Regions from separate parts of the Callithrix jacchus genome. Here region 2 is linked to region 1. Evidence: chromatin contacts called from public Hi-C data. All regions are on one chromosome and are shown on one strand. Each heading gives the region's core, a stretch centred on a gene start, on an enhancer-like site or on the middle of the called end of the contact. The rest is flanking DNA. Distances are from core to core; before and after follow the strand shown.

What was found. A called contact is a pair of places that touch in the nucleus more often than the background predicts.
Region 2: a contact with region 1 is called in a Hi-C map of skeletal muscle, with 4 times the contacts expected there. The contact joins the promoter of KATNBL1 here to the promoter of AVEN in region 1. A contact is called at or near these places in 2 of 3 Hi-C or Micro-C datasets (both in skeletal muscle).

Annotation. Positions count from the first base shown.
Region 1 is chr8:53,764,349-53,772,061 of calJac240_pri, reverse strand. It overlaps AVEN (apoptosis and caspase activation inhibitor), which reads left to right and starts at 3,453. Exons shown (of 5, transcript XM_078334430.1): 1 at 3,453-3,839. The coding sequence starts at 3,588. The region is part of intron 1 of CHRM5 (cholinergic receptor muscarinic 5); the gene reads right to left.
Region 2 is chr8:53,906,895-53,914,607 of calJac240_pri, reverse strand. It overlaps KATNBL1 (katanin regulatory subunit B1 like 1), which reads left to right and starts at 3,725. Exons shown (of 10, transcript XM_035259937.3): 1 at 3,725-3,851.

The DNA of each region.
Region 1 (7,713 bases), core at 2,204-4,703:
ATTAACTTCTTAATATCTCTGAAGCAATAATATCCAGAGCAGGATTTCAATGTGACATGTTCTTGAAAACATACTGGTGTTCACCGTTGTGCTAGCTGCTGTGGGGCATATAAGAGAGATATACGTAGTCCTTGAACTGAAAGGTTTCATCTTTACAGATCTAAGGAAAAGAGAATGTAAGAATAAAGTTGAGCTTTTAGACCAAATTCAGGTGACAGAGAGGTCTGTTACTGAAGACATTAAATTTCTGTATTGTTACAGGAAAGCAATAGGTGGAATTGCTTTACATGAAGGCATCAACTGGACCCATTTAATGCATACAATGCCCACCCCTGCCACAGCTATGGGGTTGGCTAGGTGGGTCCCCTTCTGTTGGGAGAGTACTGTCTTGTTATTCCAGAGTACTGGGAAAATATTACCATTTTCTATGTGTATCATGACATGAAAAAGTCTAGGAAGTATTGCCATAAACAAAGTTACGTGAGAATCTGGAAGTACAGAAGCCCTTGACTGTTGCCCAACTCTTCCCCTCAAACCTAGGCCAAGGATTATATTTATCTTTGAATTCCTAAGGGTAGTGTATTGTTCTGGAAGCAACAACGTTTCAAGGAGGAAGGAATAATCAGCTGTATCAAATAAGGCTGATAGATCAAGTAAGATTAGGTTGGAGACCTGACCACTGGATTTAGTTACATGGAGATCACAGTGAAAGTTGGTGAGTTGTTTTGGTGAAGTGGTGGGAACAAAAGCCTTGAGGAGTGGATGAAATAGTGAATGGAAGGAGAATTGGAGACAGTGCTATAGATGACTCTTCTGAGGAACTCTGCTATAAAAGGAAGTAGAGAAATGAAGCAGAAAGTGGAATAGGGTGTAGGGCCAAGTTTTTTTTGTTTTTGTTTTTTTTTTAATCTTTATTTTTGAGACAGAGTCTTGCTCTGCTGCCAGGCTGGTGTGACCTCGGCTCACTGCAACTTCTGCCTCCTGTGTTCAAGCAATTCCCCTGCCTCAGCCTCCCGAGTAGCTGGGACTACAGGCATGCACCACCACACCCGGCTAATTTTCTGTAATTTAGTAGAGATGAGGCTTCACCATGTTGGCCAGGATGGTCTTGATCTACTGACTTTGTGGTCTGCCCACCTCGACCTCCCAAAGTGCTGGGATGATAGGCATGAGCCACCGTGCGTGGCCTTCATTTTTTTTAAAGGTAAAAATATAGCATGCTTGGATGCTAATGTGAATGATTCGTTAGAAGGTAAAAATGATGTTCTGCACATGGACACAGAAAGGGGAGTACTAAACACTGGGGTCTATTCGGGGGAAAAGGGGAGGGCCAGTGGGAGGGGGAGGTGGGGAGGGATAGCCTGGGGAGAAATGCCAAATGTGGGTGAAGGGGAAAAGAAAAGCAAAGCACACTGCCATGTGTGTACCTACGCAACTGTCTTGCATGCTCTGCTCATGTACCCCAAAACCTATAATCCAATAAAAAATTAAAAAAAAAAAATGATGTTCTGGCGAGAGTGGGAGCATCTGCTGGAGAGATGTCCCCAAGTAGGTGAGCACAGATAAGATCTAGTGCAGTAATAGAGGCCTCATCTTGGACTGGGGCAGAGACCCCTCTACACTAACAGGAAGGAAGGCAGGAAACATAGGTACAGATACAGGTAGGCTGGGAGTTGTAGCAATAGCAACACTGGAAATTCCTGGTTGCTTCCATTTCTTCATGAAATAGGAAAGTCAGCAGCTCAGAATGAGGGTGGAAGGAGAGAGAAGATATTGTCTTGTATTCTGTATTTTAGGAGTTTGCTCCTTTCATTTTCAGTTCTCTAATCATGACTCCAGCCCTTCAAGTCAAAGTACTCTTATGACCTGATAAGCTCTTCACTTTCCCTTTTCTCCACCAGAGTACAGGTTGTGAATTCTGGGCAGAAAGAATAGCTCATGCCAGAGTCCCTCCGCTGGAGCTTGTGAGCACCCCTCAGTAGTAGTAGATAGAGCTGTTCAAAACAACACAGTAAATAAAGACATCTTTCTGGCCTGTAGCAGTGTTATCCTGGAAGTTACTTAACATCAGTTTTTGATCCCTCTCTGTCTGTAAAATGTGGACAACACTAGCTTACCTCATAGGGCAGCTTATTAGTCTCAAATGAAGTTATATGAGAAGTATATAGAATAGTGTTTGGTGCATATAAGTGTTACTATTTTTAAGACTGTTTCTCTGGAGTTCAATAGTTCCCTCTGCTTGGAAGGCTCCCCTACACCCATTTACCAACCAGGCAAACTCCTACTCAATCATTAGGCTTTAGCTCATCGTCTATTTCTCATGAAGCCTTGGGTAACCCATTTAAACATAATTAAACTTTTCTTCTTTGGGCCTTGACCTTGAATCTCTCACTGCACTTGGCAACACTGTACTGTACTGTAATCATCTGCTCACAGGACTAGATTATCTTCCTTGTGGGCAGTGAGCTACATGAGGACAGGGGCAAGGTCTTTTTTTTTTAATTTCAGGACATAGCACTGTGCCTGATGCAGAGTAGACAACTAGAAGCAATGAAAAGTATTAACTATGTATGGATATAGGAAAGAACCAGAAAGTACTGAGAGAGAAGAAAACACTTGTTCTGCTACACTGACATTTTAGCCCTTGCTTTCATTATTTTCATGTGGTTTCAGTACCAAGTTAAAAACTGCTTCCATCCGTGTAACCAACTGTCCCCCTCCCTTTTTTCTCCTTGGTCCAAAGAAGGGACTGGAGTGAGACTGCCTTAGAATGTCAGTTCCACCACTACCTAGTTGTTCACTTCAGACAAGTTTTTTTTTAACCGTTCTAAGGCTGTTACCTTCACCTGCAGAATAAAGGTAACAGTAGTCCCTACCTCACAGAGCTGTTATGAGAATGAAGTACTCATGTGCTCAATAAATGTGAGCTACAGTAGTAATTTCTACAGAAATTCTGAGAACATTTAAGCCCCTTCTAGCCATCTCCCAGTGTGCACTGCTCTCTCCCAGGTGCTGCATTCTGCCTCTCACCAAACACACACACTGTTTTTACATCCACACTTCTGAACCCTGACTTCGGTATAGTTTTAAAATGATACATATTCATTCCTGAAAATTAAAATGGAAGAAAAAAATTAACTCACTGGAAATCTCGGCACAGTTAACCACTAACATTTTTGAGTCTATTATTTGTTTAAACCTTTATGTGAATGCACACATTTAAACATTTTTCCCCCAAAAGTCCGTATTATACAAATTCTAAGACCCGTCCTTGCACTTTCCATGGTCCCCTCCACCTATCTCTGAGGCCTTGAGAACCCCACCCCGCCACCAATGCAGACCCCCACCACTCCCAGCTCCCACCAGTCTGGCCTTCCCGCAGTCCCAGTTCCGGTCCCACCTGCGGGACCTCGGCCGCGCCGCCCTGCCCCGCCCCGCCGCGGCCGGCCTCCATCCCCGGCCCAGCACCCCGTGGCCACCGGGCGCCGACCGCTCGCGGCTCCTCCGTGCGGCCCGCTTCCGGTAGGGCCGGGGAGTCTCCGCTGCGGCTCGGCTCCCTCGTGCTCAGCACTGCCAGTGGCGGTCAGATGCAGGCGGAGCTCGGAGGTCGGGGAGGCCGCGGGCGGCGGCCCGGCCGCGATAGGCCCGGCAGAGACCGCCACAGCGAGCGACCAGGAGCCGCAGCGGCGGTAGCCAGAGGTGGCGGCGGCGGGGACGGAGGCGGCCGCCGGGGCCGTGGCCGGGGCTTCCGCGGCGCTCGCGGAGGCCGAGGAGGAAGAGGCGCCCCGCGAGGCGGTCGCCGGGAGCCGGGAGGCCAGGGTGCCGGGGCCAGCGCGCCGGTAAGGGGCGACGGCTGGTGGGGCCGGACGGCGTGGAATTCGGGCAAATGGGGTAGGGGCAGCTAGTCAAGAGCCGCCAGCGACCGTGCCAGGCGCGCGCCAGAGTGGCGGCGGCGGCGGCGCATGCGCGGGACCGGCGGAAGGTGGCGGGGGCGCGCTTGTTTTGTGAGCTTGGCGTTCCTGGCGGCCTCCGGTCCCTGCTGGCGCTAGACGGCAGAGGTCGGAGGGCTTTCTAGCCTGCCCCAGGGTCGGGGTTAGGAACCCAGAGACCAAGGCCTTGTGTTGGGGCTGCAAGTCTCGGCTGCCCGTGGGGCCGGCTGGGATGTCTGCACGATTAACCACTGTGGGACTGAGGCGCAGCCAGGGCGTGGTCTCTCGGTGCCGAGGCCTTGGCAGCCTTACTACAGGACGCTCCTGTTAACTGGGAGGGAAGGGAATTTTTGGTCTTTTTTGTTTACTGTCTGTACAGTGCCTAGTACACAGTAGGCGCATAATAAAAACAGTTTGTTGAATGAAAGAACGACCCGTGCGACTGGACTCTAGTATTTGGGGGCGGGATCAGATGCATATTTCTTTGTAATATCGTAATTCTCTTTTATTACACCTATACGTGTAGCAATCAGGGACCACTGTCCTTCGTCGTTTTTAATTTTCAACTTATAAATGTTTGAGCAGTCAAATTATGAGTTTATATAGCAATATCATCAGTCTTATTGACACATTCATAGAAAGTTTTCAGAGATTGGAGCAGGGGTTGATATATATGGGGGCAAACTCAATCATATCTCAGCTAAGGAAGTTGGAGGACTGCCTTTTTATGAGCTGTTCTGTTAACATCTATAGGACAAGACCATCTTTATATTCTAAATTCTTATGCACACAGATTTAAAAAATTCTTTTTTGAATGAGGCCAAATTTGCTATTACTGAAATATTTACATCTTAAGGGCACAGCAGATAAGATATCCCTAAAGAGAGTAATTGTATACAATACAAAGCTGGGAAAAAAATTATAAAACTTTAAATGTAACAAACTTAAGTCTTGTTCGGATTAAGGTAGGTAATAGGCAAAACTTGAATGAGATATAAAAACATTTTTGGGTCAGTTTACCTAGTATTTGAGGAAGGTAATGCCAGAAACTATAGACCAACCTAGTGCCGACTTTGTATCACATTTTGTTCTTATATCTGTATTTTATATATATGTAATATGTACATAATGTAGAATTATGTAATACAATAGTATATAATAAACACAGTGTATTATATAATATATATAATAATTTTTATTTTTATAGGTTAATTGACTAAGCTTTCACAGATAGTAGCAGAGCTGGGATTTATACCAAGCTGGCTTGAATCAACTATATTTTATCTGTTACTTTTTTGTGAAACAGTCACTTTGCCGAGAACAAAGTAGACAATCCTTGGCTGCAGAGATCCTGCTTTAAGAGTAATTGTAGTAATGATACCTTTGGTATTAACTATGGTGTCTGGCACACAGGACTTTACTAAGTGTCTTTAAGTTGAATTGAGTGAGTGAAGGTGCTTCTGTTTTGTTAATCTCTGTTGAGTTAAATTGGGTGAAATGATGGTATATCATTAAAGAAAGAATAACCCAAGACTTTAAAAAATTTAAGCTAGTATTGTAACGTTCTGTTAAAAGTTTAGGCTTTTATCTTTTGTCGAGTTGGTCTTATGCCTTAATCATCATGTTTTCAGTCAAAGCTGGAGGAAGGGATGTTGGGCAGATTATTCCTTAATTTTGGTTTGGATTGGTGATCTCTAAGTTCCTTCCATTTCTCAGATTCTGAAGTACTGTTTGCATTTAGTCTTGCTAGGATACCATTTCTGGTGCTTAATGATTACATGAGACAAGATTGACTTTCCTGAATCTTTCTCGTTCTCATACCCCATGGTGCATTTGTACCCCAAGGAGAGAGTAGTTGAAATGATCAGAAGAAAAAAAAAAAATCGTAATAGACTCTCAGCCATGTAAGGACCAGTTGTCCACCTTCAGAAACCAGTATTGTTTACACCTTTGCTTTCTAGTTTGGACCACTGCATGTAAATGGAAAACAAAATCAAACTAACCAACTTTTAGATAGCTATGTAATACTCCAAGGTAACTTACTTGAGTACGAATTTGAGTACACCTCTTCTTAGTCTCTTGCTCTTATATCATTCCTTGTGAAAATGGTCTGAGCTCTAAACTTACTGATTATGGGAATGCATAATTATCTTCACAGAATGCTCACTAGAAGCATTACTGTACTAGACATAATCGTTAAAAAAAAAAAAAACTGGCTGGGTGTGCTAGCTCACACTTTTAATCCCAGCACTTTAGCGGGGCTGAGGCGGGTGGATCACTTGAGTCCAGGAGTTCAAGACCAGATTGGGCAACATAATGAGACTCCCCATCTCTATAAAAAAATATAAAAATTGCCAAGTGTGGTGGGGTGCATCTGTAGTCCCTGCTACAAGGGAGGCTGAAGCAGGAGGATTGTTTGAATCCTGGAGGCAAAGGCTGCAGTGAGCTGTGATTGTGCCACTGCACTCCAGCCTGGCTGATAGAGTGAGACTCTGTCTCAAATAACTAACTTACTAACTAAATAAACAACCGCTCAACCCCACCCCTCTCCTCCAGCCCCCAATACTAGGATTCTTTAGTATTTATCTTTGTGATGAGCTGTTAGCAGAGAGGAAGACAAGGCCTGTTGGCAGTAGTTGCAGTTTTTTTTCTTTTTCTTTCCTGTATAAATAACAGTAATTCACATTTGTTGAGCACTTAATATGAGATGAAACGGCTGACGCACCATTAAATAACTCAAAGTTAGGAGAGGTGAAATAACTTTTTAATATCACTCAACCAGAAAATTGCTGAGCCTGGATTTCACCCCAGCATTTTCACTCCAGAGCCTGTTCTTTCAACTGCTGCTCTAAAATGCCCTGGAACTTTGAGATTTGAAAAAGGGATGTGTGGAGGACTGTTGAGTGATTCCTTCACATGCTTGTTTTTTTTTTTTTTTTGGCAACTGATGTTTTAGTATGGTTATAAGGTTTTAAGGTAATATTGATACCATCTTCAATTATTGTGGGTATTAGCAGACCTTTGCTTTCTTCTTCTTTTTTTTTTTGAGACAGAGTTTCGCTCTTGTTACCCAGGCTGGAGTGCAATGGCGTGATCTCGGCTCACCGCAACCTCCACCTCCTGGGTTCAGGCAGTTCTCCTGCCTCAGCCTCCTGAGTAGCTGGGATTACAGGCATGCGCCACCATGCCCAGCTAATTTTTTGCATTTTTAGTAGAGACAGGGTTTCACCAGATTAACCAGGATTGTCTCGATCTGTTGACCTCGTGATCCACCCGCCTCGGCCTCCCAAAGTGCTGGGATTACAGGCTTGAGCCACAGCGCCCGGCCCCTGCTTTCTTGCTTCATGTTTACATTGCAGCTTTTCATATTCCTTTTAAAATGACTTATGTTCAATAAAAGATGAGACAGCTGTTTATAGCTATACTAAAAAGTAGAATCTGGAGATGATTTATTCTGATCAAACTTTTCTTTGTAAGTAAAGCCTGAGTAGTAATTAATACCAGATGCCTTTGACATTTTCATTTCCCTTGGTAAAAGGAAAATCTCTAATTTTCTGTTCAAGTTTAGTGGGAACCTGGAAGGAAGAAATGTCAGTCAGTTACAGGCAGGTGTCTAAGGCACTTGCGCCTTTATTGTTGCTGAAAGGAGCCACCAGCAACATGTCAGCCAGCTAGAGACTGAGAGCCTGTAAAAGCTCAAACTGAAATGACAGCCTCTAGACTCTATTTTCCTTGAAAATCTTGAAGCTTTCTGGAAAAAATTTGGTTAGAAACTTCACGTGCT
Region 2 (7,713 bases), core at 2,476-4,975, 140 kb before region 1:
GAGTTGAAATTAAAGTTTTAAGGATTCAAGTTTTTGCACAAATTTTGTTTTGCAAGGAAAAGAAAACTAGTATTAGATTTTCCATGCCTGGTGTGGTGGCTCACACCTATAATCCTTGTGCTTTGGAAGGCTAAGGTGGGCAGATCACTTGAGCCCAGGAGTTTGAGATCACCCTGAGCAACATAGTGAAACCCTGTCTCTACAAAAAATAGAAAAATTAGCCAGGCATACTTTCTTGCATCTGTAGTCCCAGCTACTTGGGAGGCTTAGGTGGGAGAATCACTGGAGCCCAGGAGGTCAAGGCTGCAGTGAGCTGAGATCTTGCGGCTGCACTCCAGCCTGAGAAACCTGGATTCTAATCCTGACTCCAAATGAACTACATGATTCACTTTGAATTAGCAGTGGATGTCATTACTTGTGGAGTCGATGAGCTGTTGCTGTCTTTTAGGTCCCTTCAGGCATTGTCCTCTGTCAGGCTCAGCATCAGTCTCAGTCAAGGAGAATGACACACAGTGCAGTAAATGCTATGGCTCCTTGGACCCTGGACTGAACTACACTTTTATACCTAATGTTCTTGCCTTCAGTCTTTCCTCCCTACCCCTAGCCATCTAGCATCCTGGTGACAAATCAGCCCTTCTTGTTGTTGGTGTTTAAGAGATAGGGTCTTACTCTCTTGGTGGAGTGCAGTGGTGTAATTATAGCTTACTATAATAATTTTGAGCTCCTTGGCTCAAGTGGTCCCACCTCAGCCTCTCGGATAGCTAGGACTACAGGTATATACCACCATACCTATTTTTTAAAATTTTTGTAGAAATGAGGTATTGCTATGTTGCCCAGGCTGGTCTCCAACTCCTGGCCTTAGGTGATCCTTTCACCTCAGCCTCCCAAACAGATCAATCCTTCTAAAGCACTGACTTCACTAAGCTATTCCCCTGCTCAACTGTCTTTGCTGACCCCTTTACCTTCAAACACCTTTGCTTGATAATTCCAGATCTTCACAACCTATCAGGTACCTACATACCTTTTCAATCCTCACTCCTATGACTCTTCCAAGCACTTTTCCCTCCACTCAAATCAGAATAGACTGCAGTGCTAGAACTTACTTTGCATTTCCCCCTCTCTGTCTGGAACACCCTGTCTGTCAAAATCCTTTCTAGCTTATCAGGCCCAGCTCCATCATCCCTCCCCTGCCTGCCATCAAGCAGTGTAAACAGGACTGCATGGCAGCCCTTTTCTCATGTGGGTCACTCTACACACTGTCCTTGAATGATTCTGCACCCCATAGAGAGGGGAATGTGAGGCAGGATAGCTAACTTAGCTGCTTGTTCTCTTCAGAAGGAAGAAATGAAGGAATGGCCAGAGGAGTTGTCTACCTTGGAGATTGCCAACTGCGAAGGCTATCAGTGAACCACCTTTTTGTATACATGCACTGATGTAGGGGTGTTTTTCAATGTATGGGCTGTACTTTTTTTTATTAAGAAAGCAAAGTTTATTGAGCCCCAAAGGGGAAAAAAATTCAACTTTATTGATAGGAAAACTATCAATGAATAAATTTGCCCTGCATTTTTATCACTAAAATGATAGTTTTTGTATATATTCCAAAAGTAGCAAAATGTAAAGGCAGTTTTCCTTATTTTTATGTTAAATTATGAGATGTGGAAGCCTGGGCTGCCCATCACTACCATAAACTTTATAACTTGGCTCTGGAGATTAACCTGCCTGAGATCCTGTGCCCCAAACAAGCTCCAGAAATGAGAATATTAAGGTTCTCCTCTGGCCTCTGTTGTATGAGCTGAGGTTCTTCTGTGTTAACACAGCAGATTCCCTGAGTTTCACGACTTCATTATTTGTCTTACCTCTTCATTTAGCCTCCCTTGAGGATAAGGATAATATAGTACACTCTTTTTACCCTATTCTTCCGATGAGAGACCAGCATAGTGTCTTTTGTATAGTGAGTCATCAAGAAATTCCTTTTTATGATGATGAAGAAATTACTGGAGAGAAAGTGACTTCACCCATGTGTGCTGAGTTTTTATTTTCTTTAAAACAACACACATACTTAGTGGAAATCATATTCAGGAAATACTCTTCATTGTACATCCATGGAAACAAGGGTTCCAGCTTCGTTTAGTCACCTAGCTGGACTCTCTCAACAGTACCACCTGCTAACAGATGTGGTCCCACACATAGGTATGTGCCTGCTTACGCTTGGTGCAGTCGAGAAGCTCTCAAAGGTGTTGCTTATGCAAAATATCCTAAAACTATTTTCCCACTGCCCAAAAGCCCTGCCTCAGTTTTCACCATTACTTATTATTTTTTTTTTACCAAGTAAGGACTCTGTTACTAGGGAGGAAAAATACATAAGGTTATAACAACCTGATGACATCTTAGTTCTGACCAGTTTATCTGACAGGCTTCTGACTGCACCAAACTCCCACAGCATTTAGGAGATGCCTTTTATCACTGCAGTGTTTTGGAATGGTCTCTTTTCCTGTTTCTCCAAGCCATTGTGAGCTGCTTGAGGCTATTTCCAGCAAAATTTTCCTGGCACATGGTGGGCTTTCAAAAATACTGTTAAACTGAACTTAAGCAGCCTGCTCCCTAGGCAAGCCTTGTAGAGTTCCGAAATGAGTGCCTGAAAAATCAAGCCAAGCATGTAGTCTTGTGGTGAGGAAGTGTTGCATCAAATGCACTGCTTGGTTGGCTTCTGTAGGGGGTGAGAGGACCACCATAGGCAAACTTGCTCCTGTCACAGCTTGGCTAACCTTGACCAGTGGCTTATCTATGAAGGTGAGAGGCCTGGTTCTAGTGAAAAGAATTGCACTCAGTAATTAAAAGTTCATTATCAAGAGACCCAACTGTAACTTCATAATCTAATTTAGTGTTCCCCATCCCAACAAGACTGAACCGTCTTCCCGAGGACAGATTCTGCATCATGTACATTGTTTGTGTTCTTAAGAGTTTAGCACAAAGTTTGGTACATAATGGGAACTGAAAAAATGATGACTAACAAACATGTAGTGCTTACCATATGCCAGGCACTCCTCTAAGCATTTTATGTGTATTAATTCATTTAATCCTCAGAAAACGAAGACGAAGATACTATTGTTATTATCCCCACTTAACAGAAGGTGAAAGCAAAGCACCTAGGAGTTTATGTGACTTGCTCAGTGTCACAGTTCCACAATCCATGCTTTTAGAAACTATGCCTTAGTGCGTTTATTATTTTTATTTTTATAAAGATAGAGGGTGGAGGTGGGGGGGGTCAAGAGCAGTTGTCACCATGTCGTCCAGGCTGTTCTTGAACTCCTGGGCTCAAGCGAACCTCTTGCTTTGGCCTCCCAAAATGCTGGGATTACAGGTGTGAGCCACTGTGCCCAGACCCTTAGTGTATTTAAATAGGTGTGAATGAATAAATCTCCCAGAACCATAACTTTATAGGAAATTGTTTGCACCTCCCGGTACAACACTAAGGCACGGTCTCCCCCGCTAACTTGTCCCTAGTGCAGGGTCCGTCATTCGTTGACTTTTACCCACCTTCAGTTCCTATCGCAATATTACTTCTCGCGCCATAACTAGGCTGCCCTGCGTAGCTCTGGCCACCAGGAGGCACTGTAGGTACACGTCCTTTTCCCTCTGGCACTTCGCGACCCCCAGAGGGGCGGAGTCAACGTTGGGCGGAGCCCGCGGGACGGCTACAGCGCCAGCTATCCCGGCGGGCCACGCGCGCGGCCGCGTTTGAATGGCCCTTAGTGGGACTCGGCCCAGAAGCCGAGGGACACTCCAGGCTACCGGGCGCGGACGTTCAGCGCCCAGGCTAGGCTGAGGCACCGCGGTACCATGAGGCGCCGGTAAGTGGCTGCCGAGCCGGAGCGAGCCCCGCGCCCGCAGCTCCCCTTCCTTGGCAGGGCTTCTCCAGCCGGGCTTGACCGCGCCGAGGCCCACCTACAGGCCCCGCGGCGGCCTCGGCTCGGCCGGGCTCGCGGCGGCTCTGCCGGGGTCGCGGGGCGGGGCGGCAAGGCCGGGGCGGAGCCCCTCTGCTGGCCGCGGCGGGGAGTGTTGGGCGGCAGGCGCGGGGGGCCTCCGGGGGGCTTCAGTGGCCTGGCCCGGGAGAGGCGTGGACAGAACCTGCTGTCACTTATTTATATTCGGGTGGAGTCGACAGCTGCACCTGGAGAAGGGGAAGGACAGAACGCGTGTGGGGCGAACTGTTTTGAGGACAGGTTTTCCGCACAGCGCCTAGGCCCGGCCTAGGCATTTCCTTATTTTCTGACGGGTCCTCGGATTCCTGACAGATAAGCTTTTGTTTCGCGGGACAAAAACTTGACATAACTGCATAAGAATTGCTGGTTACAACTTTAAAAACCTTATTGTATTTTTTGAAAAGTTGTTCTGTAACAGTATCTAGGCTTTTACTACGCTCTTAAATTGCTTAAATATGGAGATAACAGAGTTGGTTTGTTTTCTTGTGGCTTATAAAGTTCCTTGAAAACAGAGGTACCTTGGTCAGTTTGTTTGCTAATTTTAAAAAAATGTAAGAGAAATTAGTTCTGTACTAATCATCAGTTCAGCACTTTGGAGAATTATGAGAAACTAGTCCACCTAATAGCTTAAACCTACTGGTTTTTTGGAGTTTCTTTGGATAACTAGCTACAGACTTGAATTGAAACATCATCCACTGAGGCTTTTACTTGCTAATAACTAATATTAGCCAATAAGAATATTAGCCAGTGTGATAATAATGATGGGCAATATTTATTTTGTGCTTTCTATGCACTAGGCACTGTATTAAGAGCTTTGTTTTGGGACAGATACTTTTATTCCCATTTGACAGGAAACTAAAGCACAGGGAATTTTAGTATTGTAACTTGTACCGTACAGGGTTACACAGCTAATATAATTAACACCCAAGCAGGCTGGCTCCATGCTTTTAACTCTGCTGCTCTACCACGTCCTTTTTCTGTGGCTCCTTTTAGTTTACAAAGCGCTTTCATGTCATTTCAACTTTGGAGACCTGAGTGTGCTTTTGTGTACACATGCATTCATTCACACACCATTCATTCGCTTTTTCTGGTCTTGTTGATTATACTTAAGGTTTGTGCCTGAGCAACATGGCTATTTTAAGATAAATGAAGTTAATAAGCTTTATGTGTGTGTTCTAATTTGTATTTTGACTTCCTTTTTGTCCTTTCCTGAAAGTTTTGAAAGTGTTAGTTTTAGCAACTTATGTATTACTTTAAAATAAAAAACTATGTGTTAAATCATCCCTAAAACTTATTGAGTGGTTATTCTGTACTTGAAATGGTTATAGTTAACTAATAGCTCCTTGACAAGGAATAAAGTTCAAAAGCAAAATGACTTCATAAGAAATCAGCAGTTTACACTTACTTATAGCAGAGCTTTTAAATGCCATTCGTCAGTTACAAAGCTTTTCATTGCTTGTATGCCCAAAAGGGTAGTAGACCTAACTGGCTATACAAAAGAAATGTGCCACAAGAATGACACTATGGACTTTGGGGACTTGGTAGAAAGAGGGTGGGAGTGGGATGAGGGATAAAAGACTTTATTTTGGATACAATGTTCACTGCTTGGGTAATGGGTACACCAGAATCTCAGAAATCACCACTGAAGAATTGATTCATGTAACCAGACACTACCTGATCCCCAAAAACCTAGTGAAATAAAAAATAATATAATTTAATAAAATAAGAAATATGCCAGGGCAACCAACCTCAGGGAGATTAATCTAGTTTGGGATATGAGATTAAACAACAGAAAGTATATGTGACACTCTTCATTAGTACAATGGATGAATGCAGAACTGAACTGAGTAAAGCTTCCGCAAAGAACCAACAGTTGCAGGATTTACGTAGGGCACTGAATACAAGGGTAGATTGTGGGGACTAGGCACACTTGGTAATCCCAACACTTTGGGAGGCCAAGACAGGAGGATCCTGGAAGCCAGGAGTTTGAGAGCAGCCTAAGCAACATAGCAAGACCACATCTCTACAAAAAACTTAACAATATTTTGCCAGGCATGATGGCATGTACCTGTAGTCCCAGCTACTTGGGAGGCTGGGGCGGGAGGATCACTTAAGTTCAAGAGGTTGAGGCTACAGTGAGCTGAGATTTTGCCACTGCACTTCAATGCAGCACCAAGACCCCATCTGTAAATAAGTAAATAAGGGTGGATGGGCTGGGCAAGGTGGCTCATGCCTGTAATCCCAGAACTTTGGGAGGCTGAGGTGGGCGGATTACTTTAGGTCAAGAGTTCAAAACCAGCCTGACCAGATCACTTGAAGTCAGGAGCTCAACATGAGCCTGGCCAACATGCCGAAACCTCATCTCTACCAAAAATAAAAGTTAGCTGGGCATGGTGACGTGCATCTGAAATCCCAGCTACACAGGTGGCTGAGGCACAAGAATCACTTGAACCTGGGAGGTAGAGGTTACAGGCTGGAGTGTAGTGACACAGTCTTTGCTTAATGCAACCTCTGCCTCTCGGGTTCAGGTGATTCTCCTGCCTTAGCCTCCCGAGTAGCTGGGACTACAGGTGTGCACCACCACGCCCAGCTAATTTTTGTATTTTTATTAGAGATGGGGTTTTGCCATACATGCTGGTCTTGAACTCCTGACCTCAGGTGATCCACCCACTTTGGCCTCCTGAAGTGCCGAGATTATAGGCATGAGTCACCGTGCCTGACCTGTTAATATTTTAATGTGATGATTTCTTTCAAGTCTTTTTTTATGCTGGTAACTATTTTTCTTTTTGGAAAACTGGAATTATGCCTTTTTCTCCCTGTGAGATTTTTTTGACTCAGCACATCATGTATATTTTCCATTCTTTAAAATTTTTTTTTGCTTTATTTACACAGATAATGAGGAAAAAAATGCTCTTTTTAATGGTAATAGTATTTTTTGTATGTGTTCTTTTGAAATTGGGAATTTTGCTTTGTATTCCAAAGAGACATTTTGAAGGGAGAAATACTGGAACATGATAATTTTTTTTTTTTTTTTTGAGACAGAGTCTTGCTGTCACCCAGGATGGAGTGCAGTGGCAAAATCTTGGCTCACTGCAACCTCCGCCTCCCAGGTTCAAGCGATTCTCCTGCCTCAGCCTCCTGAGTAGCTGGAATTAAAGGTGCGCGCCACCATGCCTAGCTAATTTTTTTTTTTTTTTTTTTGGAGACAGAGTCTCACTCCGTCACCAGGCACCAGGCTGGAGTGCAGTAGTGCGGCTCACTGCAACCTCCGCCTACCCGGTTCAAGCAATTCTCCTGCCTCAGCCTCCTGAGTAGCTGGGACTACAGGTGCACGCCACCACACCCAGCTAATTTTTTTGTATTTTTAGTAGAGACGGGGTTTCACCATGTTGGCCAGGATGATCTCGATCTCTTGACCTCCTGATCCACCCACCTCAGCCTCCCAAAGTGGCTGGGATGATTTTTATATTTTTAGTTAGAGACGCGATTTCACCGTGTTGGCCAGAATGGTCTCGATCTCTTGACCTTGTGACCTACCTGCCTCAGTCTCCCAAAGTGCTGGGATTACAAGTGTGAGCCACCGCACCCAGCCAATAATTGATTACTAAAAACAATGGAAGTAAAAGTCTATAATGTCTCCAAGGTTTTTTATCTGGGAGACTAAAGAATCATGGAACCACTGAAATAAGTTGGGATTCTCATGATACAGTTTTTTTTGTAAACTGCTATT